Regions from separate parts of the Mus musculus genome. Here regions 2, 3 and 4 are each linked to region 1. The links are chromatin contacts, called in public promoter capture Hi-C maps. All regions are on one chromosome and are shown on one strand. The core of a region is the stretch at or near the end of the contact, and the rest is flanking DNA. Distances in the headings are between cores, read along the strand shown.

What was found. Promoter capture Hi-C pulls out the DNA fragments that hold promoters and counts their contacts.
Region 2: a promoter capture Hi-C map of pre-B cells shows a contact between it and region 1, with 2.5 times the contacts expected there. The contact joins the promoter of Rnf135 here to the promoter of Unc119 in region 1. A contact is called at or near these places in 2 of 39 promoter capture datasets (the C10 cell line and pre-B cells).
Region 3: a promoter capture Hi-C map of pre-B cells shows a contact between it and region 1, with 2.8 times the contacts expected there. The contact joins the promoter of Suz12 here to the promoter of Unc119 in region 1. A contact is called at or near these places in 4 of 39 promoter capture datasets (the C10 cell line, liver and pre-B cells).
Region 4: a promoter capture Hi-C map of liver shows a contact between it and region 1, with 5 times the contacts expected there. The contact joins the promoter of Utp6 here to the promoter of Unc119 in region 1. A contact is called at or near these places in 4 of 39 promoter capture datasets (the C10 cell line, hippocampal neurons, liver and 1 more) and 2 of 115 datasets of contacts at active chromatin or transcription factors (astrocytes and large pre-B cells).

Annotation. Positions count from the first base shown.
Region 1 is chr11:78,341,404-78,345,048 of GRCm38.p6, reverse strand. It overlaps Unc119 (unc-119 lipid binding chaperone), which reads right to left and starts at 1,554. Exons shown (of 5, transcript NM_011676.3): 1 at 1,263-1,554. The coding sequence starts at 1,482. Pigs (phosphatidylinositol glycan anchor biosynthesis, class S) reads right to left here. Exons shown (of 12, transcript NM_201406.1): 11 at 3,614-3,645; 12 at 2,273-3,315. The coding sequence ends at 3,040.
Region 2 is chr11:80,182,090-80,185,734 of GRCm38.p6, reverse strand. It overlaps Rnf135 (ring finger protein 135), which reads right to left and starts at 1,866. Exons shown (of 5, transcript NM_028019.4): 1 at 1,480-1,866. The coding sequence starts at 1,818.
Region 3 is chr11:79,991,013-79,994,657 of GRCm38.p6, reverse strand. It overlaps Suz12 (SUZ12 polycomb repressive complex 2 subunit), which reads right to left and starts at 1,552. Exons shown (of 16, transcript NM_199196.2): 1 at 1,059-1,552. The coding sequence starts at 1,338.
Region 4 is chr11:79,960,360-79,964,004 of GRCm38.p6, reverse strand. Utp6 (UTP6 small subunit processome component) reads left to right here and starts at 1,618. Exons shown (of 19, transcript NM_144826.3): 1 at 1,618-1,787; 2 at 3,174-3,258. The coding sequence starts at 1,696.

The DNA.
Region 1 (3,645 bases), core at 305-2,804:
AGGAGGAGGGAGGCCCCTGGGGACCCAGATGCACAAGCTCAGGCCTGTCATCCTGGTCCCCTCCACAGCTGTCTGGGAGCCCTGGGCTCTGCTGCTCCTGAGGCTAGCGGGTTTATTTCCACACTAGCACCCGTGTCCATCCCAGAGAAGGGAAGTCTAAGCTCACAAGTGGAGCCGGAGCAGGTTGCTGGTGACCTACCCATTCCAAGGCAACCCGCCACTGTCTCTCCAAATACCTTCCATTCCTCAAGGCTCAGCCAACCTTTTGCCAGAAGACTCTCTAGTCCTTGTGCACTGTCTGTAGCGGTGCCTGCCTTGGCCCTGAACGATCACTTATCTGCCTGCAGGCAGCCACTCTGAACAGTCCTATGTAGCTTCCAACACTGTTGATAAAGGAACCCTGTTGACAGCGTGCACAGCATGCCAAACATTGTCCAAAATCAGAAGACTGGCTTTATTTTTCACAATAACCTTGAGGGAGGTAACATTGTTCTTGTTCCCATTTTACAGATGGGAAAAAAAAAAAAAAAAAAAAAAAAAAGCAAACATGCTCCTGCAAATGAAATTACATCCCCAAGGTCACACAGCCAATTTCCGGGCAAACTCTGGGACTCTAATCCAGGTAGCACAGCTCAGAAACTCAGTTTCAGTGGAGACTAGCCTTCCCTTGATGAGAGAGCCCTGGAAAAAGAACAAGTCCTGACTTGGGGGGAGGGGGGTCACGCACTTGCTTCCATCACAGGGCCCACAGCCAACAGACGGAAGCACCCGTATCAGCAATGTTCCTGGGCAGAGTATGGCCTCAGCCTTCCTCGGGGAAGCAGAGTGAGGGCTATAACGGTCGGTCAGGGAGCCTGAAGGTTTTCCTTGCCTCCACCTAGCCTGATGTGGCCACTGAAGACAGCCTGCAATGAGGCACACTCCTCTGTGCGAGCACCCTCAAAGGGTTCCGAAGACTCCACTGGGGAAAGGGTTACAGATGCAGCTGCTGCCCCACCTCCACCATGGGAAAAGGGGTGGGCCCCTTGAAAAAGAAGGAGTGGGGTGAAAAGAAGCCACTTCAAGGAGAGGAGGGGGCGCATCAAGAGACCAAGGGAAAGAGCACAGAGATTTCAGGCTTGGAGGCAAAGAGAGAGAGAGTAAGGGGATACAGAGGAGGGGCACTGCGTGGGGGAGGGGTGGGGGCTGGACTCTGAGCCTCGTGGGCCCCCTCCCGCGCTCTCCCTCCAGCCCGCGGGTGGCGCTCCCTCGCCGGTGCTCACCACCCGTGATCCGCTGCAGCCCCAGCACATCCTCCGGCCCGATGGGCTGCTTGCCCTGCAGCGGCCCCAGCCTGGGCCCCGGGCCTGGCTCCGGCTCCGACTCGGACCCGGACTCAGCTTCCGCCCCAGGCTCCCGCGTGGGCTCCGCGCTCCGGTTCGAGGCCCCTGGAACGGGCTCCGCCCCCGACCCGGTCCCGCCGCCGCCTTTCTTCACCTTCATGGCCTCGCGGGGCCGCAGATCCTCGCCCGCTGCCACCGCCGCCGCTGCTTGCGCCGGCTGGAGCCAGGGGAAGGGGGAGCGTCCGCCGCCCCACCCCCGGCCGGGCCCCAGGTGCCGTCCCGCCTTGGTCACGCCCACGGGAGGCGGGTCACACATACCCCGCCCACCGCCTGGCGTCTCCAGCGGGGGAGCCAGAATCCTGGGGGTCCTTGTGAACTTTTTGACAATGTAGATTCTTTTTGACAATGTAGTTACCGAATACCTCTCCTCTTTCTCTCCTGGGTTCCAACCTCAAGGTCTTTCCCTGATACCTTTGTCCTGACTTCAGCCCAGGTCTCAACCCACCCAGTTCTAAAGTACTTCTTCTCAATTTCCAGCTAACCAGCCCTTTTTTTTTTGTAATACATTAAGTGAAATTCTTGCTTGTTCCCTGACCCTTCCTCCTCAAAGGTCAGCTCTATGAAAGCAGAGATGCTCTATACACTGTTCCTCGTAACACCCTAGCACTACCACACAGCTCCTTGCAGCCAGTACCCACCCAGTATTTTCCTTTGTTGAATTGAGTTGCTATCCCAGGGCTGTCACTGGCTCAAGCTACTCCCCACTAGAACTCCTGCTAAAAGCTGCTTCAGGCACCCTACAATCCGCAGGCACCCTACAACATGCAGGCAGCACAGCCCAGGTGTCGAGCCGTCCCCAGGATGCTCAGGACGGGAGGCAGGAAGAACACATGGTGAGCTAGAACAGGTCAGTCTGCTTCTCACACAAGAACGAGTTATGGTCATCCATATCAACTCATATTCAACCAACGTTTAATAACAGTCTAATGTATGTTTTTAAAGAGCCCAATATACAGAACACTTTTACAGGCTTATCACATTTAATCCAGCCCCTTTCTGAGGGTGACATCATCAGTGCTTTCCCACCAATGGAAACCTGAGGCTCAGGTGAGGAGCGAGGAGCGGCTTAGCTGATGCTCTCTAGTCTGTTAAGTGCAGAAGCCGGAGTCTGATTCAGGCCTGTTGGGTTCCAAGTCAGAAATGTTTTCTCCTGTTCCACACTACCTCTCTGAAAGGGTAGAGGGGAACCTTAGCCACAAGGTAGAAGATCCTAAGCCACTGCCTCCTAGACCAGGCTGTCCCCAGTGGGTGACGCCAGTCAAGAAGCTGAGGAAGGAGGGAGGTGGTCTCAGAAGTGGAGAGGACAGGGCTACAATTCAACTCAAGTACTCCCCTAAATTCACCTCTCAGTGCGTTTGTATGCTGTGCTGACAGGCTGCAAGGACAAAGTACCCCTGTCCAGAGGTAGGCACACAAAGGCTTTCAAGTTCGAGCCAGATATGGAGATCAGGAAGGGTACCTTCTGAGGCTTGTAGGCATGGAGGAGCAAGCCAGTGGACTAGGAGGGGAAGGGAGCCCATCGTGGAGTGCCATCCGTAGAGAGCCCACGGGCGAGAGTGAAGACATGTCATCACCAGCAGACCTTGCCTTGGTCTCTTGGCCCAACACCCTCCCAGCGTGGCTAGAGAGGAGGGCTCCCTCTGACATGCTGCCCGGATCAGTCTATCTTCTCAGGCTTTTTCCAGGACTTGCGAGTTTCCTGAAAGATCTTAACCAGGGACAGGAGGATGGGCACAGCCATGGGCAGGAAGAGGGGAATGTAGATAGCAAACTTCTGGTCGTCGGGGAAATACAAGAGGTGGAGGAGGGAGGGGTCAAAAAAGGCGCGCTCGGAGGAGGTCACGGCTTCCTGGCTGGCAGCAAAGGCGGACGACAGGTGCCCAAGGGCTAAGGCCTTTGCTGCCTTCTGGACGGCAGCCACAGCCCTATATACCTAGGAGGGTGAGGGATGGGGTTAGCAGTATGTCCTAGACGTGGGGCAGGGAGAAGGGCCTGGCCTTTTAGTACCCTCTGAAGTTTCCTAGAGTCCACAGAGGTGTGTGGAAGTTAGTTTAAAAAACAAAACAAGACACAGCTGTTGTTTATTTTCTGAGGGGCAGCTTGAAACTTTCATTTGTCCCCACCTAGACTCCCACTAGGAGCTGGAATGGCTTCCAGAGGAAGCCTGAGATATTTATTTAAGGATGGCATGCCCCCACACACCCTGGCCCACCCCTTCCTGGCACATTTACCTCAGAAGCCACATCATCCTTGATGACAATGT
Region 2 (3,645 bases), core at 617-3,116, 1.8 Mb before region 1:
AAGCCCCCTACTGTTACTGCTCAGGGTCGAACTCTCCTGCCCTGCAGGGCGTTGAGGAGTTCATCCTCAGCTAGCTGATAATAAAACCTCTTGCAGTTTGCATCAGGTGTGGATTTCTCTCAAGTCATTGACGTGCTGGCCAGCTCATCCCAGGACTTGAGGGGAGGCACAGCTTCGGGGGTCTTACATATCCACAGAGATGATAAAACAGCCACACAAAGCAATGATGATCTGATACATGCTGAAACATCAAGCAGCCCTGAAAATATGAAACTGAAAGTAGTTAGACACAAAGGGGCCCATTTACATGAAACATGTATAATGAGAGGTCCCCTAAAAAATAAAATGAAATAAAAACCTTGGAAGTAGAAAAGTTTCAGTTTCCCAGGGAAGCAGATTGAGACAATGGGCTGTTAATAATCAATGGCTCTGGAAGCTCAGAGCTGAGTCATCTCCTGGGATTTCCTCAAGGCCTCCCCAAGTATAGTAAATCTAACATAGCAGCTAATCAGAAACCAACCCATGTAACTTCCCCAGCACCCACTAATGAAGTTTTAGATTACCTAATGTTTGATAAAATTCCTCTAGTTTCCCATGGATGCCTTGTGCCCCTTTGTCTGGGGTCACCATTTTTATAAGTGGCTGGCCCCTGCATGCAGGGTTCTTGCTTTCTTCAAACAAAAAACACTCTTGCCTTTGAATGGGAGTGGTGGTCTCAGTGCGTCGCTTTCTGACCTAATATAACAGGTAAACTCAGACATAAAGCTTATGAGAGATGAGATACAGAGAGGCTGGAGGGACAGGAATCAGGTGTTATTGCTTAGTGAGTGGGTACAGAGGTCTTTTTTAAGTTGATGAAATTACCTTGGCAACAGCGGTGACAGAAGCACAGTATTGGAAATAAGAGAGATGCCATCGAACTGTACACTAAAAAATTGTTCAGATGGCCAGTCGTGGCACCTGTGTTTGATCCCAGCTCTTGAAAAGCAGAAGCAGGCAAAGTTTTGAGTTCAAGTGGCCCACACCTGTAATCCCAGACTTGGAAAGCCGAGGGAGTCACCCCAGGTTCAATGCCATCCTAGTCTAGTCTAGTTAGACCCTGTCTCAATAAATATACAAATAGGCCAATTGAGTTAAGGGGGAAAATGGCAATTTTTGTGGCACATACATTCTACCACACTAAGAATCTCCAGACATCACAGAAGGCTGGGAAAAACTAAAACTATACAAGTGTGCACCACACCTCGGGTGGATGGGACTTGGATTTTTAACTGTTTGTGATGGGATCTTACTATGTAACTCTGGCCCTGTGGGGCAAGCCACTCCAAAACGGGGAATTGCAGGCATGGGGCCACCACATTGGGCTTTTGTATTTCTTTATACAGCTATAAACTTTTTAAGGTTCTCCAGAAAACAGATTAGACTGAGCAAATTTTGTGGCAGAAAAAGAGATCTGGAAGTCCGGTGCAGGCTTCCTACCTGGGGCGCAGAACGCGGCGCGGGGGCGGGTTCAGGCTCCGAGCCAGCCTCGACCTCCCGCGCCGCTTGGAGGTACTTGTCCACCAGGTCTTGCAGCAGCGGGTTCTTGTGCAGCTTGGGCTTTGTCAAGGGACCCTTCCGACATATGGGGCAAGCCCAAGGGCAGCCATCCACGGCCCCACGCTTCGAGACCCACAGGTCATGGAGGCACCGGAGACAGAAGCTGTGGCCACAGGGCAGCGTGGTGGGCTGGTCTAGTAGCCCTTGGCAGATAATGCAGCTCAGGTCGTCCTCGCTCAGCCACACGGGGACTGCATTGCCAGAACAAACGGCCGCCATAATTAGGCGACAGCCAGGAAGCACCCTTAGGTTCCGCCTTGTCCTACTAACTTCCCCGGCAACACTTCGCCTTGTCCATCAGCTCGCCCCGCCCCTCCCATCAGCTCGACCCGCCCAGCTGCTAATTCTCCCCAGCCTCTAAAAGCGCCGGACATTGCTGGCTACCTGCCTGGATTTTGGCCTGGAAAAATCATCTCTCTCTAGTAGTTGGGTCCTGCTCGCCTAGCCACAAACACGCAACCCCAACAACTTAAGCTATGAAGAAGGTCCGCTTCAGGAACTCATTTTAGAATCATAAGAGTATCAAAATTACAGTTATGAAGTAGCAACAAAAATGGGATCTAATGCCCTCTTCTGGTGTGTCCGAAGACAGCTACAGTGTACTCATATGCATTAAATGACATTAAAAGACAGCCTCAGGGGCTGGTGAGATGGTTCAGTGGGTAAGAGCACCCAACTGCTCTTCCGAAGGTCTGAAGTTCAAATCCCAGCAACCACATGGTGGCTCACAACCACCCGTAATGAGATCTGATGCCCTCTTCAGGTGTGTCTGAAGACAGCTACAGTGTACTTACATATAATTAATTAAAAAAAAAAAAAAAAAAAAAAAAGACAGCCTCAGTCTTTATTTGCTCTTCTTAAAAATAAGTAAATCTGGGGGGAGGGTATAGGAGACTTTCGGGATAGCATTTGAAATGTAAATGAAGAAAATACCTAACAAAAAATTGGAAGCCAGGCGTGGTGGAGCACGCCTTTAAGGCAGGCGGATTTCTGAGTTCGAGGCCAGCCTGGTCTACAAAGTGAGTTCCAGGACAGCCAGGGCTATACAGAGAAACCCTGTCTCGAAAAACAAAACAAAACAAAACCAAAAAAAAAAAAAAATGGAAAAAGAAAAAAAAATAAGTAAATCAGGGCTGGAGAGATGGCTCAGCAGTTAAGAGCACTGATTGCTCTTCCAAAGTCCCGAGTTCAATGCCCAGCAACCACAGGGTGGCTCACAACCATCCATAATGGGATCTGATGCCTTCTTCTGGTGTGTCTGAAGATAGCTGCAGTTTACTTACATATAATAAATAAATAAATCTTTAAAAAAAAAATAACCAACTACTCTTCCAGAGGTCCTGAATTCAGTACTCAGCAACCACATGGTGGCTCACAACCATCTGTAATGGGATCTGGTATGTCTGAAGACAGCTACAGTGTACTCATATACATAAAATAAATGAACAAATCTTTAAAAAATAATTTTCTTGCTACTTCACAACTGTAATTTTGCAACTGTTATGAATAGTCATGTGAATATAGGAGTTTGCCAAAGGTGTTATGACCCACTCATTGAGAATCACTGCTCTAGCAGGTACCTCAGCAGTCAGGTCCAAAGAACTTTAGAAGCTAGAGAGGATCCACCTCCCCAGGGAGCTGCACTCTGGAGAGACACATCCAGAATTTGTATTGCAGCTTCTCTGACCGGGGAATTAAAAAAAAATCAGTAAATTCAGAGGACCTCATCAGGCATGAAGGCACACATCTGTAATCCCAGCACTCAGGAGGCAGACAGACAGATCTCTGTTAAGTTTGAGGCCAGCCTGATCTACAGAGTGAGTTCCAGAACACTCAGGGCTACATTAAGAGACCCTGACTCAAAAAAAAGAAAGAAAGAAAAAAAAGAAAGAAAGAAAGAAAGAAAGAAAGAAAAAAGAAAAAGAAAAAGAAAAAGAAAAAGAAAGGAGGAAAGGAAAGGAAAGGAAAGGAAAGGAAAGGAAAGGAAGGGAAGGGAAGGGAAGGGAAGGGAAGGGAAGGGAAGGGAAGGGAAGGGAAGGGAAGGGA
Region 3 (3,645 bases), core at 303-2,802, 1.6 Mb before region 1:
CCTTCAGTTCTGATTATATTTAAAAGCTTTTCAGATTTTTGTAAAAGTATATTAAGCAAAAGAATAACGATCTCTGAAGCATGACCAATTATCTGTTTCAATATTCAAAAATCGAAATGATTTGTATTAAATTCCAATAAGAATTTCACGAAGAATCAATGAAAATGAAGGAAGAGTATTAAAACAATGTAAAACGTCTTTCCAAGCACAGCTGATACCAAAGCCCATAACATATGCCACGGATATAGTGTAAATAAAGAGATTCAACGGCAAAGCTGACTTCATTCAAGTTGCCGTAAAATACCCAGCTAGAAGATTGCTAAATTCCACTATCTACACAAAAGAGGTGCAAAACCATCAGGATATAATGCCCACTTAGTAACAATTTTATTTATAGTCATAATGTTTATAAATTCTATTGTTTGTTTCCAGGCACTGTGTGATCCCCTTTCCAAAAAAGTCAGTTTCGCCCTCCACGCATCTTTTAAAACGAAAAACCGGGATTTAAAAAAAAAATGTTCTGGAATTAAGAAACAACTCCAAGGTTGTCCACGGAGAGGACGCTTGCCCCATTCTGTCTCTCTCAGTCTACGCACCCATAAAATGGGCGGAAAGGTTTGAAAAGCTTAAAAGGTTTCAAATGCTGCGTGTTCACTCACACGCAGCCAGAGTGGGTACGAACGCATTTCAGACCCATGACAATTTCCTCGGCTTTACAACACTCATCTCCGGACAGGCTGTGTCTCGTCCCCCCGAAACCTACAACTATAATCCCTGTACTTGTGGAGTAAGGAAGACACAAACGAAAACACCAACTCGTCTCGGGATCTATATGCGCTCAGTTCAACCGTCACGTCCCCACCTCCAAGGCTGCTCTGAACCTGGGGGCCCCGGGGCGACCCTTCCGGGAGTCAGGGACCTGCTCGGGACCCCGGCGTTCCCCAGCGAGTCCTCCCTCCACTCCCAAAGCAAGTGGACTCTCCGAGAACCCGGCGGAGTGCCCCGTGCCCCGAACGCCGGAGAGGGGCACCCCTGCCCTCGAAGCCGCTCACACTCACTCTCAAAGGCCTGGAGGAAAAGCTCGTGGTCAGCCTGGACGTGCTCCATTTTCGGCTTCTTCACCGGCAACACCGCGGCCCCCGCCGCCGCCGCCGCGGCCGCCGCCGAGGAGGAGGAGGCCGAGTAACTGCCGCCGCCTCCACAGCCCCCGCCGCCGGATTTGCCGCCCGAAGCCGCCGCCGCCACCGCCGCCGCCGAACCCCCGAAGCCGCCTCCCCCGGACCCCGCGCTGGGCCCCGAGCCGCCCCCTCCCCCACCGCCGTGCTTCTGAGGCGCCATCGCGGTTCCTGCCTCCTCCCCCCGCCAGCTACCCGCCGGGCGGCCCCGGAGAGTGAGCGCGCCTGCTACACCAACCGCTCGCCCCAGCAGGCTCCAGCGGACCGAGGGGGGAAGGAGGAGAGAGGGGAGGAGAGGGGAAGGGAAGGGAGGAGGAGAGGAGGGAAGGAGGGAGGAAAAAAAAAAAGTGTCTCCTCCGAGCCCCGCTCCGCTTCGGAGGCCGCTCACCCTACCCTGGCCTCGCTCCGCCCACTTTCCCCGCCCGGCGCTCTGATTGGCCGGCGGGAGCGCGCGCCGCCGGGCCGCCCAGCCCGTTGGTCCGCAGAGTCCCCCGTCAGTCACGCGGAGGCGCTTCTCGCGGAGGCGCGGCTTGGTTGGCCCGTGCGCGCTGCCGACCGCGGGCCCGGACGCCTCTTTGAACTGAATTCGCGGGAAAATGAGGGGTCGGAGCGGCCTTCCTGCTCGTCCCGGTGCATTGTGGGCAGAGGGGGACTCGCGAGCGGCTTTGGGAGCCGTTTCTCGCCTTGAGAGCTTCGTCAGTCGCCGCCCCCAGGGGGGCAGAGGTCCCCTGGAGAGAGAGGCGGGTGACTGAGAAACTGAAGGCGAAGGGGCCTTTGAAAGGAGCGGAGGTCCACCGCGGATCCCGAGACTGTGTGGTCTCAGGAAGTGACCTGCCCCGGGGGTGCTGTGTGCTCAGTCTCATCTCCACTGAGGCAGGAGGAGATCGGATCCCCTGGCCGCCACGTGCCCCAAGCCACCCATGGCCGAAATCCCCTAGCGCAGCCACTGGGTTGTCGGACGTGAAGGGCTCGCCTACGAAAGGGAGCGACCTATTTTGTGGCGGCCGTTTCTCAGAAATTAAGGAGACTTGGTTTTGTTTTGTTAAGTGATGTGAGGTTTTGGGATTCTGTGGAATTGGGTTGTGGCTTCTCAACACGATGCGAGCAAAGTAGATACTTCATTTTCTCTGAGACAAATAGGTGATTCGAAGTAAAGACATTTCTTGAAGTTTTATTTATTGTACTGCCAAAAGCTTGTGAGGAACGCTGTGTTTTGAGTGTCTTGTTTAAAAAGATAGATAAACTGGGCGGTGGCGCACGCCTTTAATCCCAGCACTCCAGAGGCAGAGGCAGGCGGATTTCTGAGTTCAAGGCCAGCCTGGTCTACAAAGTGAGTTCCAGGACAGCCAGGGCTACACAGAGAAACCCTGTCTCGAAAAACCAAAAAAAAAAAAAAAAAAAAAAGATAAACAGACCCGACCTAAGTCTGTTGGTACAAATTGGCTTACTCTGAATAACTTGGATTTCAAGTTAGACAAAATAACCAGCTTATATTGCTTATATTTTAACTTTCTAAAAATGTTTTTATGCTCGGTGGTGGTGGCACACACCTTTAATCCCAGCACTTGGGAGGCAGAGGCAGGCAGATTTCTGATGCGAGCCTGGTCTACAAAGTGAGTTCCAGGACAGCAAGGGCTATACAGAGGAACCCTGTGCCTAAGTCTACACCAAGGTCGTATGCTGCGGTCCTTACAGCCAAAAGAGGATGTTGCCTCTCCTGGAAATGGAGTCACAGGTGGTTGTGAGGCCTAGGGTGGGTGCTAAGAATCAAATAGAGATCTCTGAGAGAGCAGCCAGTGCTCTCAACTGCAGAGCTGTAAGTCCAACCCCACGTTATGTTTTATATTAAGAAGAAACTTTAGAATGCTCTCATTATACTAGTCTGTATTTAAGAATATTTCTTACTGCAAAATAGGTATATGGTGGGTTTTTTTCCCCCTTATGTTTCTGAAGAACGTCTCTGATGAATGCCACCCCACCGAGGTTTCTGGAGTTTTAGCTGCGGTATTGCTTTATAGCGTTAGGAAATTCAGTCAGGGTCTGAATAATTAAATTACTCTAAGCAAATCCAAAAATATCGCATTACAAACTAGAGTGCTAATTTAACTATGTGACAACTATATAGCTGTCAAAATGTTCCCTCTTCATCATTTGTCAGGGTTCAGTTGTAGGGAGGGAGAGGACGGAGGGACAAATACAGTCAAATAACCAAGTGAAAGATTATCATGAATGTTTGATGAAAGGAGAAATGCACCTAAGGGATTTGGGGTATTCTTAAAGGAAATGGTAGTAGCAGGCATTAATGTGATGTTATACATCTGTGCTAACCAACATTAATCATGAAAAAGCCAGCCATGCCATGAGAGAGGCGCTGCTGACCAGTCCTCACTTCTACATTCCTTATCTAGAATGTCCAGAGAATGCAAAAAAATAAAAATAAAAATCCTATGACTTAAGAAAAAAATTAATT
Region 4 (3,645 bases), core at 369-2,868, 1.6 Mb before region 1:
ACTGGGCACATAGTGAGACAGCTGTTATTATGACAGGCTGAGGTGAAGAGACGATTTTGTCATTTTTATTATAGTAATTCTTAAGGCAAGATAAGTATAACAGCTAAATATCAAAACAACAGTGGAGAGCACAGTTGAGAACTGTAGTTAGCAAAAAAAAAAAAAACCAAAAAAAAAAAAAACAACAAAGAACTGTAGTTAGCTCATTACTCTCTGTCAAATTTGTCTGGAAAGGAAGGATTACAATCTGTCAGGCTTGTTGACTTCCTTGAACTTAAAGAAACGTTATAAATGCCTTACACTTGCGCATTTATTTGTTGATTTTTTTTTTTATTATTACAAGCTTCCTGCCCACACTGGACTTGCTGTTCACAGTCATCCCCATTCTGACTAATAACAACAAGTCCTGCGTTACTATTACAAGGAAACTGCATCTTTAATTTACATACATGATTTCCTTCCATGTCTCAGATCTTAGATCTGAAAGGGCTGGGAAGTGATGAAGCTCACATTGACCTTTGTGTCAGTTCTGAGGCCAGTGGGACAAGATGTGAAACAGAAAGGGAAGGAAAGCAAGGAGCTGGGTGGCTCTGGGTGACTATGAAGTCTAGTTCCCTCTCATAAATCACGTAGAAGACCGGGGTAACGACGTGAGTGTTCTAATAACAGGTCTAGCAAGAAGCCCTGCTTTGGCTTTTTATCATCTTCCAGAACTTAACAGAGAAGGGAACCACAGATTTTTTTTTTAAGGTGGTAGTAATTATACAGCAATGTTGCTTCCAAGGTGGATCTCTTAGAAACACTAATTTGCTTGGACAATGTTGTAAGGAAGATCTGTGTAAATATTGATCTATTTCACCAACTTTCAAACTTTTCATTGTTTTCTAAAACAAATGACAGTTTCTGCTATTTATCCAGTGCCTAAAATTTTGAAGTATTTTGTCTACATAGGTCAAGATATTTATTTTTAATTTAAAAACCGTGTGTGTATTCACGTGGGCGGGCACACGCGCCATAGAACGCGTGTTGAGATCAGAGGATAATTTGCAGGAGTCAGTGCTCTCCTTCTACCGAATTTAGGTTGCCAGGCTAGGTAGCACGATGGCCCTAATTATTTAAATAATACATTTTTTCTCACCATTTTAAAAAGAACCAACCATTCAGAGGCTTTCATTGGGACGTGAAAATGCACGGTTACCATACTGGTTTCGTGAAGCCAGCCGACTAAGACCAGGGCAGCTGGTCCGCAGCCTTAGAGCCTCATCGAATTTGCATAATTAACAATATCGTCTTCAGTTACATTTTTTAGTTTTCAGTGTTCTCGGTGACGAGAAGCGAGAACCTGCGACAGGAGCATGATAAAAACAAATGACTTCCAGGTAGCGTACTTAAAGCTCCTATCAGGTATTCCGGGAGGAGCTTTTTCCGGTCTCCGAGGCGCGAGGATTTAGCCCCGCCCCCAGCCCCGCCCCCGCAAAAGATGCATTCCCAGACCGGAAAAGGTTCTTGCTGCAATCCTATAGTCAACCACAGGGAGGCGACAGCGGCTTCGCTAGAAAAGAGGGGCTCCCCAATGGCGGAAGCGGAAAAGGCGGGACTTACGAAGCACGTTCAGTCAATCACTAAGAGTGAGGCTGAAAGGTGGCTGTTCTCTACGCTTATCGGCCGCCCGGCTGCTTGTGAAGTTCCAGCCTCATGGCGGAGATAATTCAGGAACGTATAGAAGATCGAATCCCGGAGTTGGAACAGCTGGAGCGCATCGGACTCTTCAGTCACGCGGAGATTAAGTGAGAGAGGATCAGGGAAGAGGAAGGAGCGGGGAGGCCGGAGGGGAGCTTGAGGCCAGTGTGTGGCGGGGACCGGCGTGCTGACTTTTCTGAGTTTGTTTGTAGCTACCATGCTAGCAGAGGGAAAAGTCCGTGGCTGGAATTTGACCACGGTCAGAATTCAACTTTAACGTATTGCAATGCGATCCATAATCAGTCCGTTTACCCTTCCTACTGACCGTCATCCAATGGTCAGGGTCTTGCGGCCGTAAAGGTGATCCAGCCAGGATCCTAGCCCGTCAAGGATACTGGGCAGTGTGAATGGCGGGAGAATTCCGATTAGAAAATGGTTATAGTTTAAAAGTTTGGGGTATACAGCTTTAGATAGTCGAGTACAGCGCCACGGAAGCCCAGGGGGAGTGGGTAGGTCTCCCTAACTAAACTTATAGACTGAAGACCATTCAATTCATTTCCTATGCTTCTTTAGCGCTCTGCCACAGGGCACGGAATATAGTTGGCATTTGGTAATTTGGTAAAATCAGTTACTTTTAGTGATTTTCTGTAACAGTTTACTTTTCTATGACTCTAGATAAAAGTGCAGTAGTAGTGTGAGTGTAGGATCCGCAAAGAAAAACGTTAGGAAACACCGCGAGGACGCTTAGAAAGTGCTAAATGTTGCCCGGAGTCAGGGCACCGGCCTTCAATCCCAGGACTTGGGAGGCAGAGGTGGGCGGATCCCTGTGAGTGCTACCTGTCTGGAAAAACAAGGGGGGCGCGGTGCTAAATGTGTTACCATTCTTAAATATTGTCTTGAGTATTCTGTTTTTCTTAGAACACATGTATGCTCACTCCTTTGTCGTAATATTTAGTTAGAGACAATTTAGGTTTTAAGAATTTACATGCTGAAAATAGACCCAAGATTTTAGGATAGAGATTTGGTTAACAAAAACCTAAGCATTGAAGCTAAGAGCATTGCAGAGTGCTTGCTTAGCATGCCAACGCCTTGAGTTTGATTCTAGAGAATGTATACATACACACACACACACACACACACACACCCCAAGACAAGCCCCTAAGTAGCCTAAATTTGGAGGAGAAATCTTTGTTAGTATGTATAAATAATAAAAAGCATTAGGCATTATTTACTTTGCTGGTGGGAACAGTAATGATCTTGGCAACTGAGGTGATTTTCCTGAAAGTTTAAAACTGTATGTGGATGTTCTTAACAGCATAGAGTAAGTGTGTAACAGCATAGAGTAAGTGTGTAAGAGAATGCGTGCTTTGCCTGTGGAAGATAACTGTGTTCAGGAACTAGATGTTCCTGTTAAATGTCCGTTTTCGGTATATCCCAAATAAAAATCACATTTAACCTCTCAAATGTCACAGTGTAATTTGCTCTCTCTGCAGGGCTATCATCAAGAAGGCTTCCGACCTAGAATACAAAATACATCGGAGAACCCTTCTCAAGGAAGACTTTATCAACTATGTTCAAGTGAGTGAGTCTATAGCTTTTTAATTCCCTTCAAGAATTTTTTTTTTTTTTGGTTTTTCGAGACAGGATTTCTCTGTGTAGCCCTGGAACTCACTTTGTAGACCAGGCCGGCCTCGAACTCAGAAATCCACCTGCCTCTACCTCCCAAGTGCTGGGACTAAAGGCGTGCGCCACCACGCCCAGCTCCCTTCAAGAATTTTAAATCAGACAGTGGTGAGCTTCACAGCAGTTTTCTACAGAAATCCAGAATTCTATGATTGTGTGCACGTTTTTTAAAATTAGGATCAGAGATGACTGTGTGGAGGGCAATTGCCCAATAAGGCTTGGTCCTTGTCAGAGTGAACTATTTCCTCCTGTTGGGTCAGTAGATCAGCAACATCATTGTGT